Linked DNA regions of Macaca mulatta: region 1 is linked to region 2. A link is a contact called in public Hi-C data. All regions are on one chromosome and are shown on one strand. Each heading gives the region's core, a stretch centred on a gene start, on an enhancer-like site or on the middle of the called end of the contact. The rest is flanking DNA. Distances are from core to core; before and after follow the strand shown. Region 1 holds the start of MRPL2 (mitochondrial ribosomal protein L2). Region 2 holds the start of CUL9 (cullin 9).

Region 1 (5,154 bases), core at 2,526-5,025, 120 kb before region 2:
GGGTCCTGACTTGGTCTCCTCAGGCCGGAAACGCAGAAAATCAATCATGCGATAACGTTGCTTGTGGCCCCCACCAATACCATGCACCCGGATTCGGCCTGTGGTTTAGGACAGTTGGGGGATATGATTCAGGTGAGAGTAGTTCAGTTTCCAGCACTGGGACCTGGCCCATTCTCTGCCAGAGAGCACTGCTTACAGAGAATGATCACAATTTGCACAGCACACTAGAGTAAGGAGGGTCAACACCAACATGAAGCTAAGTGAAAAAACATTACTGAAATTGTATAAAACTTCCAGATAAAATATTTTCAAATTACTGAAATCAATAAGTTTACTAGAGTCATGTAAATCATACTCAAATAATTTCAACTGTTATTTTTTGTGCATGTGACAGGGTATCACTCTGTTGCCCAGGTTGGATCCTGACCTCAAGTGATCCTCCTGCCTTGGCCTTCTAAAGTGTTGGGATTAAAGGCATGAGCAACCACACCCAGCCTGTTATAAATATACACATTTTTTGAGACGAGTCTTGCTCTGTTACCCAGGCTGGAATACAATGGCGTGATCTCGGCTCACTGCAACCTCCACCTCCTGGGTTCAAGTGATTCTCCTGCCTCAGCCTCCTGCGTAGCTGGGATTACAGGTGCCTGCCACCACACCTGGTTAATCTTTTTTTTTTTCAGTCAGAGTCTTGCTCTGCTGCCCAGGCTAGAGTGCAATGGCGCGATCCTGGCTCACTGCAGGCTCCACCTCCCAGGCTCAAGTGATTCTCATGCCTCAGCTTCCTAAGTAGCTGGGATTACAGGACTGCACCACTACACCTGGCTAATTTTTATATTTTTAGTAGAGATGGGGTTTCACCATGTTGGTCGGGCTGGTCTTGAATTCCTGGCCTCAAGTGATCTGCCTGCCTTGGACTCTCAAAGTGTTGGGATTATAGGTGTGAGCCACTGCACCTGGCCAATTTTTATAGTTTTAGTAGAGACGAGGTTTTGCCATGTTGGCCAGCCTGGTCTCAAACTTGTGATCTCAGGTGATCTGCCCACCTCAGCCTCCCTAAGTGCTGAGATTACAGGCATGAGCAACCTTACCCAGTCTGTTATAAATTTTCGAAGGGTGTGAAGGAAAATGTCATGGCACATCCTGTGTATGGCCCATTTTCTTCAATTACCCAAAATATCTTTAGAAGTACAGACCAATTACCTTTTGCTTTGTATTCTACTCTCTGGTTCCTGTGCACATACTACATGCAAAAGGAGCCAAATAAGTGCTTTTTAATTACATTCCTCTGCCTTACAAGGTACAAGTGTGTCAATATACAGATCTAGGGTCTTAACATGTTTTTCCCTTTGATTGCTTAAATCCCCTTGTCCTTGCTCCCACCTGTGTGGTCTCGGCCCCCAGACTTCCTCATCTTCACCGGTGCAATGGTGTACTTGGTACGACTCTTCCAGGACACAAAGTTGGCATTAAGGGCCACAGAAGTAAGGATTGGGCGGCAGGGGAGCAACATCAAGGCAGAGGGCTGTTGGAGGAGGGCATTGTTCATCATCTGGGGATAAAAAGACATCTCTTTCATTTGAAAGCTAGTTGAAGGCAAAGCATCAGAGAACCAAGTCGGAGGGCACTGATCAATTTTAGCTTGCAGCCCACTTCCTCCTGGATGTATCCCAAACCAGCTATCCAAAAATTCCACCCTTCACAGCTTGCCCAATAATGTTCTCCCCATGATCATCTCCTTCCAAATTTGGCCCAGAACTCTCCATCTCCAGGAATCTGTTTTTACCTAAACAATTCCCTTCTCCATAGCTGGTAACTTCCATACATCCATGTATCACCATCAGTGCCAATTCCTTTTGCCCTCTGCATTATGTTGCTGGGAATTATTCACATACGAATGGAGGGGAGGGGTCATTTCACTCTTGTTCCTTGCTGTATTCCCAGCATTTCAGAGTAGGTTGATTTGGATTTGAATTTTAAACATGCATCTGTCAAACTCTACCATAAGCAGCTTGAGAGCTCCAGAGGAGCAAGACTTACTTCTCTTTTGCGTGACTCACCAGTCACCCACCCACTAGGACCTCAGGATACCTTCCCCTGAGGCCACTGTTCTTTGTATCTTGCCCTGCATTCTCTAATATCAGCAGTAACTCATCCTTGTAGGTATCGTATCATAATGGTTAAGAGCACTGGCTCTGAAAGACAGACTGCTTAGCTCTGATAGTTGTGTGTGTGACCTTGGACTCCTTATCATTTTCCTCATCTACAAAATGGGAATAGTAACTGCCTTATAGAGTATTTGAAAGGAGTTCATTTATTTGAAACGTCTATTACCTATACCTGGCTTATCATAGGCACTCGATAAACGATAGTTATTACCGAAACCTGTATAACCGGTGATCTGTAAAGCACTTTCACCTTAAGTATCTCGTCTGAAGAATTTCGCCCTATGAGATAGCAACACTTGTGGAGGAAAAAGCTGAGGCTGAGTGTGCCTTATCCATGGTCATGGACCTGCGTGACTCCTGACCAGACTTGCAACCCCCGCCTCGCATCCCCGCAGACCCCATCTCCGGTAGCCCGAATGGAAGCAGCCTTCTTCCCGGGTAAGATGGATTACCTGGGCGGCGGGGAACAGACTCGGGGCAGGGGTGGCGACGGTCGGGGGCGCCAGGCTCAGAGAGCGCAGAGCGCGGGTCAGTGCCCACAGGGCCATCCGGCTATCCAGGGCTCAGCACGCCACCCTTACTTTTAGCCAAGCTGCTCGGCGCTCCTAGATGACGTTGACTGTCCGGCGCCGTCGCTCCGCAAAACGTAAACGGAGGCGGGCAGAAAACTGGAGCCCAAGCAGGATACACACCTCCTTTCCTACCTGAACGCGGTGAGAGCCAATCCGCGGGCAGCTCTAATGTCCCGTGACTAGGAAACAGGCCCCGCCCCCAGACCCGTCAAAACAATTGCCTCGAGCGGCAGCCATCATGGATTTAAAGGGGCAGTACCGGCAAGAGCGGCAGCCAGACCGGCAGATTGCAGGTGAGTCTTTGAGGGTACCTCTGAGGCTGAAGGTTAAGGTCTCTGCCATCTCTTATTCTCGCACTCCCAGAAAGATAAACAAACCCCCTCCAACCAATCTTACAAAACTCCAGGCTCAAAAACTCCGCCCTTCGCGATTCTTCCCCGCCCCTCGGCGTCCAGACAGACAGATAGCCGGCCTGCCCCGCCCCCTGCGCCACCAACTGATTCAGTGACCTCGGGGTCGTTAGGCCTCCAGGTCCTCGCTGGAGCCCCGGACCTCGGTCGTCCATCCACACCTCCCCCCTACCGCCCCCGCCCATCTCATTCTCCCAACCCTGGGCCCCAGGGCAGGTCGACAGCCCGAGGCACTCCTCTACTGCGTTTCCAGGCCGGGGAGACCCTCCTTGTGACCCGGCAGCCGTTCAGCAGACCTCCCATTCTTCCCTGCATCATCGGGCATTAGGGGGGCACCCTACGGTGATACCTCTCAGAGCCTGTTTGTAGGTGACCGTGACAGAGACAAAGCCATTGAAGTGACTGGGTGTGGAGTGACCAGGTGTTCCTCCCTCCCCTTTCCCAGACATGCCTCTTGCTGTAGGTCTCTGATTAAGTGTCTCTCTCATATTCCTGGGAGACAGTAGCTCCCCAGGCCGGCGATGAGGGAGGCTGGCTTGGGGAAGAAGAAGGGAATTGGGCGTCTTTAAAGACCTGTAGGCAGAGGGAGTGAGGGAGGGAGGCTGTTTGTCCTGGGTGGGGCTCTGTGCCAGGTCCTCTGGGTAGCTGTGAAGTGGTGAGAGAAGGGGTGGGAACGCTGGACTTCTGGACTTTGGGCAGGGCAGATCCTTCTGATTCTCTGGCTGCTGAACATTTCTTCCGGGCTCCGGCCTGAGTGCCACAGCCAGGGCCTCTGCTCTGTACACAGGTAAGAAGACTTCAAAGATGAGAAACAAGACCCTTCTGAGGAAGCGGGAACACAGTCTGGGTCCTGGGGGGTGGGAAGTATGGGTTGAAGGTAAGTAGGAAAAGATGTAGGACTGACCAGGTTTGGAGATGCTGGGCTTAGTTCTGCAGGTGATGCAGCCTGAAGACCTTGAGCTTTCTGGGACCCTCTAATGTGGATCCTGCAAGGAAGGCTCCTGTTTTCTTCTTTTCCCTTTCTTCCCTGATTTAACTTTGCAGAGATTCCTTCTCTTTTTTCTAGATCCTTGCATTATTTTCTGCATAATCCCACTTTAGCCGTGTGCCCTTTGAAGCTCTCCCTCAGATCCTCTGTGATCTCCATAGTGCTGTCTCTCATCCCTGGATAACTTTTCCTAACTCAGGCTCTAACTGCTTTTCTGTTCTCTTCCTAAGTCCTGAATCCTTCTGCTAGTTCTAAGCACCTTTGCTCCTACTATAGTCTTTCTTTATTTAAGTCAATTCATCTCCCTCTCACTTTGCCCACAACCTTAACTTTGAGTTTAGTGATCTGGGCTCCCTGCCTGCTGGTCACTCTCTCTCTCCAACTAAGCCACAGGGTCACTCTTACTTTTGTCCCTTCACTTGGATTCCCACCACCCTCTGAGAAAGTTCTCAGCTTCTCTGTCTCATCTTTACGCCAGCCGAACTCTGTTTTTTCTCCCTAGACCGGGCAAGGTCCCCCAGGCCAGGATGTCAGGCCTGGTGTTGGGGCAGCGGGATGAGCCTGCAGGCCACCGGCTCAGCCAAGAGGAGATCCTGGGGAGCACACGGCTGGTCAGCCAAGGGCTAGAGGCCCTGCACAGTGAACACCAGGCCGTGCTGCAAAGCCTGTCCCAGACCATTGAGTGTCTGCAGCAGGGAGGCCATGAGGAAGGGCTGGTGCATGAGAAGGCCCGGCAGCTTCGCCGTTCTATGGAAAACATTGAGCTCGGGCTGAGTGAGGCCCAGGTGAGAGGGCAAAGGTGGTGCCAAGTGGTCCAGGGTGGATGGAGGAACAGGTACCTGATTGAAGGTTTGGGGTTGCTTGGGATCACCTCACTCTAGACGTTTGCATCCATTCATTAAATATGTATTAAGTCACTACTATGTGCCAGAATGCTTTTGGTCACTGAAGAAATACATCATTGAACAAAATTGTAAAAATCTTTGCCATCTTGGAACTTACCTTCTAGCTGGGGA
Region 2 (5,493 bases), core at 1,010-3,509:
CCTGGGGCTGCCTGCCCTGCCTTGCCGCTCCCCTTGGACCTCCAGGGGATCCTGGGTTGGAGGGAACCACCAGCGTTCCCTTCTCCCTCTTGTCTTCCCCCCTCTCCTCCCAGCTGCTTTACTTAAAGTTGATTTTGAACTTTTTATTTGAGGAGACGAAGTGAAAACAAATCTATAAATATATATTTTTAAAATATTTAACTTTTTTTTATGGCGTTTTTCTCGTCCCCCTCCCTGCCCAAACTCCCCTTCCCTGGAGAGCCCAAGGGCTCCCCAGAACTGGCTGGGCCCCTGGGGACAGAGCCACCCCACGAGCTTGGGGTCCGCCAGTGTGTGGGGGAGATTCTGGGTTTGCCCAGTCCTGGGTTGTTTCCAGGAGAAAGCCGGGGGAGGGGCCCTCAGGCCATGCCCCAATAGGGTGGGGAGGGTGACCCACAGCTCTGGGCCTCTTTTTGCCCTTTAGGGCTGTTGCTAGGGAGAGGGAAGAGGGAGACCAAATGTCGGGGTGGGGGTGGGAGGGTGTCAGGCGGAGGCAACTGACTTCATTTGTGCCACACGCATGGGCATTGCAGCCTTGTGCTGTCCCAGGCCTGCAGCTGCCTGGGGCCCAAGCTGCAGTGAGCAGGGTGGGGTCTGGGAGGGGGTGAGAGGCAGGAATGGGGGTCAGAAGAAGTGGGAGCAGCTCTTGGGCTGAATGCAGCCAAAGGGGAGCCAGAAATGGGCAGCTCTCCCAGGGAGTGAGCAGCTACTGTAACTTTTTTAAATTAAGACAAAAAGCCTTGAAGAAAATGAATTTATTTTTCTAAGTGTAACCTCAGTATTTATGTAATTTGTACAGGGGCCATGCCCCACCCCCCTCCTCCCCCTTTGGGGTAGACCTTGAGGGTGGGCCAGCATAGGGGGGAGGGTCTTTTACCCTGTGTCAGAGCCTACCTTCACCACCTATATCCAGAAAGGGAGCTTTTTCAGAAACGGGGCAGCAGTGGGGTGAAATTTTCTTAACCCCAAGACTGCCTTCAGTAGGAACAAGCTGGCTTCTGTGATTAGGTGAAGGGGTGGGGGAAGATTTTACGCACAGCCTAGTTATCAAGGGGATGATTTGCCGACATGTTTGAGAACCCCCTAACCTCTAACCCTCATTGCTGTCTTGCCCCAGTTTGGGGTGCCAAGATGGAAGTCACCTTTCTGGGCTTTCTCCTGGAGATAGCTGGGGCTTATGGGTGGCTTTCAAGGCTGGGGCATGGCAAATCAGGGGCCAGAGAGCAGGGGAGCTTGGGACTCAGGTCTGTAACTGCCCAGCCCCTTTTCTCTGCTCTTGTTTCACTCCACCACCACTCACTCACTCCCTACTCCCCCACCCATGGGAGGAGACCTTTGATGAATTCTTCCTCTCCTTCCCACAAAAGACAGACCCCGTGAGTGAATCAGGCAAAGTGCTTATAATGTGTGTTGTGTGAGCGTGGCCTTGGGAGGACATACGTGTGTCAGGGATGAGTTGAGGTGGCATTTTTATGTGCAGCGACCCTTGGTGTTTCCCTTCCTCGGTGGCTCTGGGGTATGTGTGTGTGTGTGTGCCTGAGTGTGTGTGCGTGAATGTGAGTGTGTATGTCAGTGGTTTCTACTTCCCCTGGGATGCTGACCCAGGAATAGTGGACATGGTCACAGTCCTATGTACAGAGCTTTCTTTTGTATTAAAAAAAATACTCTTTCAATAAATGTATCATTTTTGTGCACAGACTGTGGGGTCTTTGGCTCTGTTTTTCTACTTAGGGAGGGACGGGGGTATGAACGCGAGGCAAACTCCTAAAATTGCTGCTCTGAGTAGCGATCTGGGCTGCTTGATGAGAACGGTAATGCTAAGGTGTGCTTTGGGCAGTTTAATTCTATACGATTTAATTTAAGGAATGTTTTGCGGGGTGCCGCGTACCTTCTCCCTGTGCGTGGTTTTGCTAGGTGTTAAGGCCAACGCAGAGGAGCAATTATAATTAACAGGAAAAGTGACACAACTAATCCAAAGCATTGCTGAAGGGTTTGGGAAACTCATGGGCACGTGACCTACTGAAAAGTCAAAAAGGACAGCCTTAAGGTGGGAGTGTGCGTTACTATATTTCGTCAGCATGATCGCTGTGATGGGAAAGGGAGGATTAGGAGAGCCGACCCAGTGAAGAGGAGGGGGCTTCTTCCTGCTGCTAAGAGAGGAGCAACGTGACCTCGATCCCGGGCTCCGCCGGGAGCGCGCCCCCACGACCCTCTCCCCATGCAGCAGCCGCGGTAGCACGCATGCTCCACTCGCGCGCTGTTCCGCCACGCTCGGCGTGGGCCGCGGTGGGACCCGTAGGTGCCTGGCCGTGCGTGCAGTCGCCGTGTGACCCGGAAGGGAGCTCTGAAGAGGCGGGGCCAGGACGGCGGGACCGGCCGCTGGGTCCCAGCGAGGGCTGAGCCGGGCGGTGGGAGGTGAGAGGAGAGTTCTGCGCCGACCCGGTCCCTCCCCTTCTCCTGTCTCCTCCCCGGTTCTTTAGCCACTGTCCATGGGGCTGACGAAGGGAACGAGGTCTTGCTCTCTGAGATTCACTGGATCTTTTCAGCTTCTTTGGGCCGCGCCCCCAAACATCCTCCCCCCTCCCCCCAACCTGTTCCCTCTGCAGTGCTGGCCTCCTCCACGGCTCTGCAAGCTTGGGCTTGACCTTGCTATCTGCTGGTCTCATCCCTGCGTCCAGACCTCACCCCCACACCTCAGTTCACTGTTGCTCTCCTAGGCCCACATTACATCCCCCCACCTCCTCCTATCCGATTGTTTTACTTCCCCCTGCTGCTAATCAGTTGCCCGCTGGCACATCACTGGTTACCATCCAGGCCTGCCCCCCATCCTAAGTGGACCCCTACTTCCATTGAGGTCCACATCCTTCTTTCTCCCTCCTCTTCACTTCTACTCTAATCTTCTGTCCCTGTACCCCAACATGACCCCTGCCCTGACCACCCATATCTTTATCTGGGTTTACCTTCTTCCATTCTTATTCTCACTATTCCCTGTTGCTCCTGCACTGCTTCATATCACTCATATCTTTCCTGATCATTCCACTCCCATTTATAATCGGTCTTAATAACTTTGCATTTATTTGATGACTCCCCTACCTTCTCCATCTAAGAATAATAATAGATTATGTTTACTGAACACTCATGTGCTCGATGCTGTTCCAAGTGCTTTACATACATGATCTTTTTTAAATTCATGAAGTAACTATGAATATTACTACCATCTTGCAGAAGAGGAAACAAGCTCAGAGGTTAAGTAACTTGTTCCAAACTATGCAGACAGTGAGACAAAGAGCCAGAATTCAGAGTCACATTTATCTGACACTAAAATCTCTGAATATTGCTTCTCTCCTGACCTCATTTCCTACCTTTAACCCAGTGATTGCCACCTCTGTCTTGTCTACCTGACTTACTTAGATCCTTACCATACATACAGCATAAGTGCAGGGTGGGACCTGGTCATCTTTCCCATAATTTTATCTGGTCCCTAGGGCCCTCCCCCTTTCACAAGACTCGAAAACACTTTTCCTATCCAGTCATTTGCCCCAACATCCCAGCCTTTTGTCATCTCCGTTCTCTGTATCTGCCATGGCCCACCCTTTACATCCATCTTGCAGCTTTACTCTGTCATTTATGCTCCTTGTCGTGCCCCTCTGCTGTCCTACTTTTCCTCACATGTTCTGACCCCACTGCCTCTCATGCTGCTGTGCTTCCTGTCCACCCATGTCATCTTTCTAAGTCCTAATCTGTAACCCTCAGCCACCCTGCTATCCTGCCTAAACTATCTTGCTTAACTGTCACTGTTTATTGTTACCTTGCCTATTATTCTTTTCATTATCTTTTTGTAAACTCCCCTTCCTCCCTTCCTCCCTTCCTCCCTTCCTTTCTTTTTTGACAGAATCTCGCTCTGTTACCCAGGCTGGAATGCAGTGGTGCGGTCTTGGCTCACTGCAACCTCCGCCTCCTGGGTTCAAGTGATTCTCCTGCCTCAGCCTCCTGAGTAGCATATGCCACCACACCCGGCTAATTTTTGTATTTTTAGTAGAGATGGGGTTTCACTGTGTTGACCAGGCTGGTCTTGAACTCCTGACCTCATGATCTGCCCACCTTGGCCTCCCAAAGTGCTGGGATTATAGGTGTGAGCCACCGGGCCCAGCCAACTCTTCCATTTCTTAAATCTCTTTATCCCCTCACTGTCTTCACTCCATTCTCCTTCTGTTATAAATCCCAAAGTATGTTCAGCTATTTATTCCATCCTATTTTTTGCCTTTTCTGTTTGGCCTCCTAAATTCTACCATGCAGCCTACCGATCACCACCCACCTTCTCTGTGTCTCAAGATTCCACCCCCTCTGTATTTTTTTTATTTTCTCATACTGCCTTATCTTTCTCCTTATATATCCCAGGAGGTCAGGATGGTCGGGGAACGGCATGCTGGGGACCTCATGGTGCCTTTAGGGCCTCGGCTGCAGGCATATCCTGAAGAACTCATTCGACAGAGGCCTGGGCATGATGGGCATCCTGAATACCTGATCCGATGGAGTGTCCTGAAGTGTGGGGAAGTGGGCAAAGTGGGTGTGGAAGAAGGCAAAGCAGAGCACATCCTCATGTGGCTGTCAGCTCCTGAGGTCTACGCCAACTGCCCTGGGCTGTTAGGTGAGCGGGCACTATCTAAGGGACCTCAGCATGAACCAGCTGGGGTTTCAGGAAGCTTTCCTCGAGATCCAGGAGGCCCGGATGAAGTGGCAATGGGAGAGATGGAGGCTGATGTGCAGGCGCTGGTACGCAGGGCAGCCAGGCAGCTGGCAGAAAGTGGGACCCCAAGCCTCACGGCTGCTGTGCTCCACACCATCCACGTGCTCAGTGCCTACGCCAGCATCGGGCCCCTCACTGGTGTCTTCAGGGAGACAGGAGCCCTGGACCTGCTTATGCACATGTTGTGCAATCCTGAGCCTCAGATCCGCCGGAGTGCAGGCAAAATGCTGCAGGCTCTGGCAGCCCACGATGCTGGTAAGAGACAGCCAGGGAAGAAGGAAAACAATGGAGAAAATGGGGCCACAGGGAGTAAGAACAGAAAGAGGAGAGATTTCCTAGCTCTGTAAGAACACCTAGTATTTGGTGAATATCAATTTGATGCAAAGGAAAACTACAGATTCGTAGGCTATTTCAGGTATATAAAGAGGCTAAAATGATAGCCTCTGGCTTATCTGTTCATTCTCAGTGCATTGACCAGAGAAGAGAATAGGATTTATCTGTATTTTCGAAACTGGATTGAGATTTATTAGTTGGTTTTGAAATCAATTTGGTGGGTTACAACCAACATTTTTTAAAAAACTTAAGTCATTAGTGTGTAGCACTTAGTAGGGGTAAATTTTGTACCATAAAATATATTTCAGTTATATGTATGTATGTTTGTAACAGGTTACCATGTAAAACATTTCTTGCTGTGAGTCTTAGTAACA

The links. Hi-C and Micro-C count contacts between places; a contact is called where the count stands out from the background.
Region 1: a Hi-C map of liver shows a contact between it and region 2, with 2.4 times the contacts expected there. The contact joins the promoter of MRPL2 here to the promoter of CUL9 in region 2. A contact is called at or near these places in 2 of 14 Hi-C or Micro-C datasets (CD4 T cells and liver).

The regions. Positions count from the first base shown.
Region 1 is chr4:139,068,228-139,073,381 of T2T-MMU8v2.0, reverse strand. MRPL2 (mitochondrial ribosomal protein L2) reads right to left here and starts at 3,775. Exons shown (of 7, transcript XM_077999921.1): 1 at 3,602-3,775; 2 at 1,384-1,552; 3 at 1-98. The coding sequence starts at 1,552. KLC4 (kinesin light chain 4) reads left to right here and starts at 2,979. Exons shown (of 16, transcript XR_013416388.1): 1 at 2,979-3,033; 2 at 4,641-4,923. It also overlaps a transcript of MEA1 not described here.
Region 2 is chr4:138,945,590-138,951,082 of T2T-MMU8v2.0, reverse strand. It overlaps CUL9 (cullin 9), which reads left to right and starts at 2,259. Exons shown (of 41, transcript XR_013416372.1): 1 at 2,259-2,454; 2 at 4,438-5,041. It overlaps SRF (serum response factor), which reads left to right. Exons shown (of 7, transcript XM_015136413.3): 7 at 1-1,737. It also overlaps a transcript of MEA1 not described here.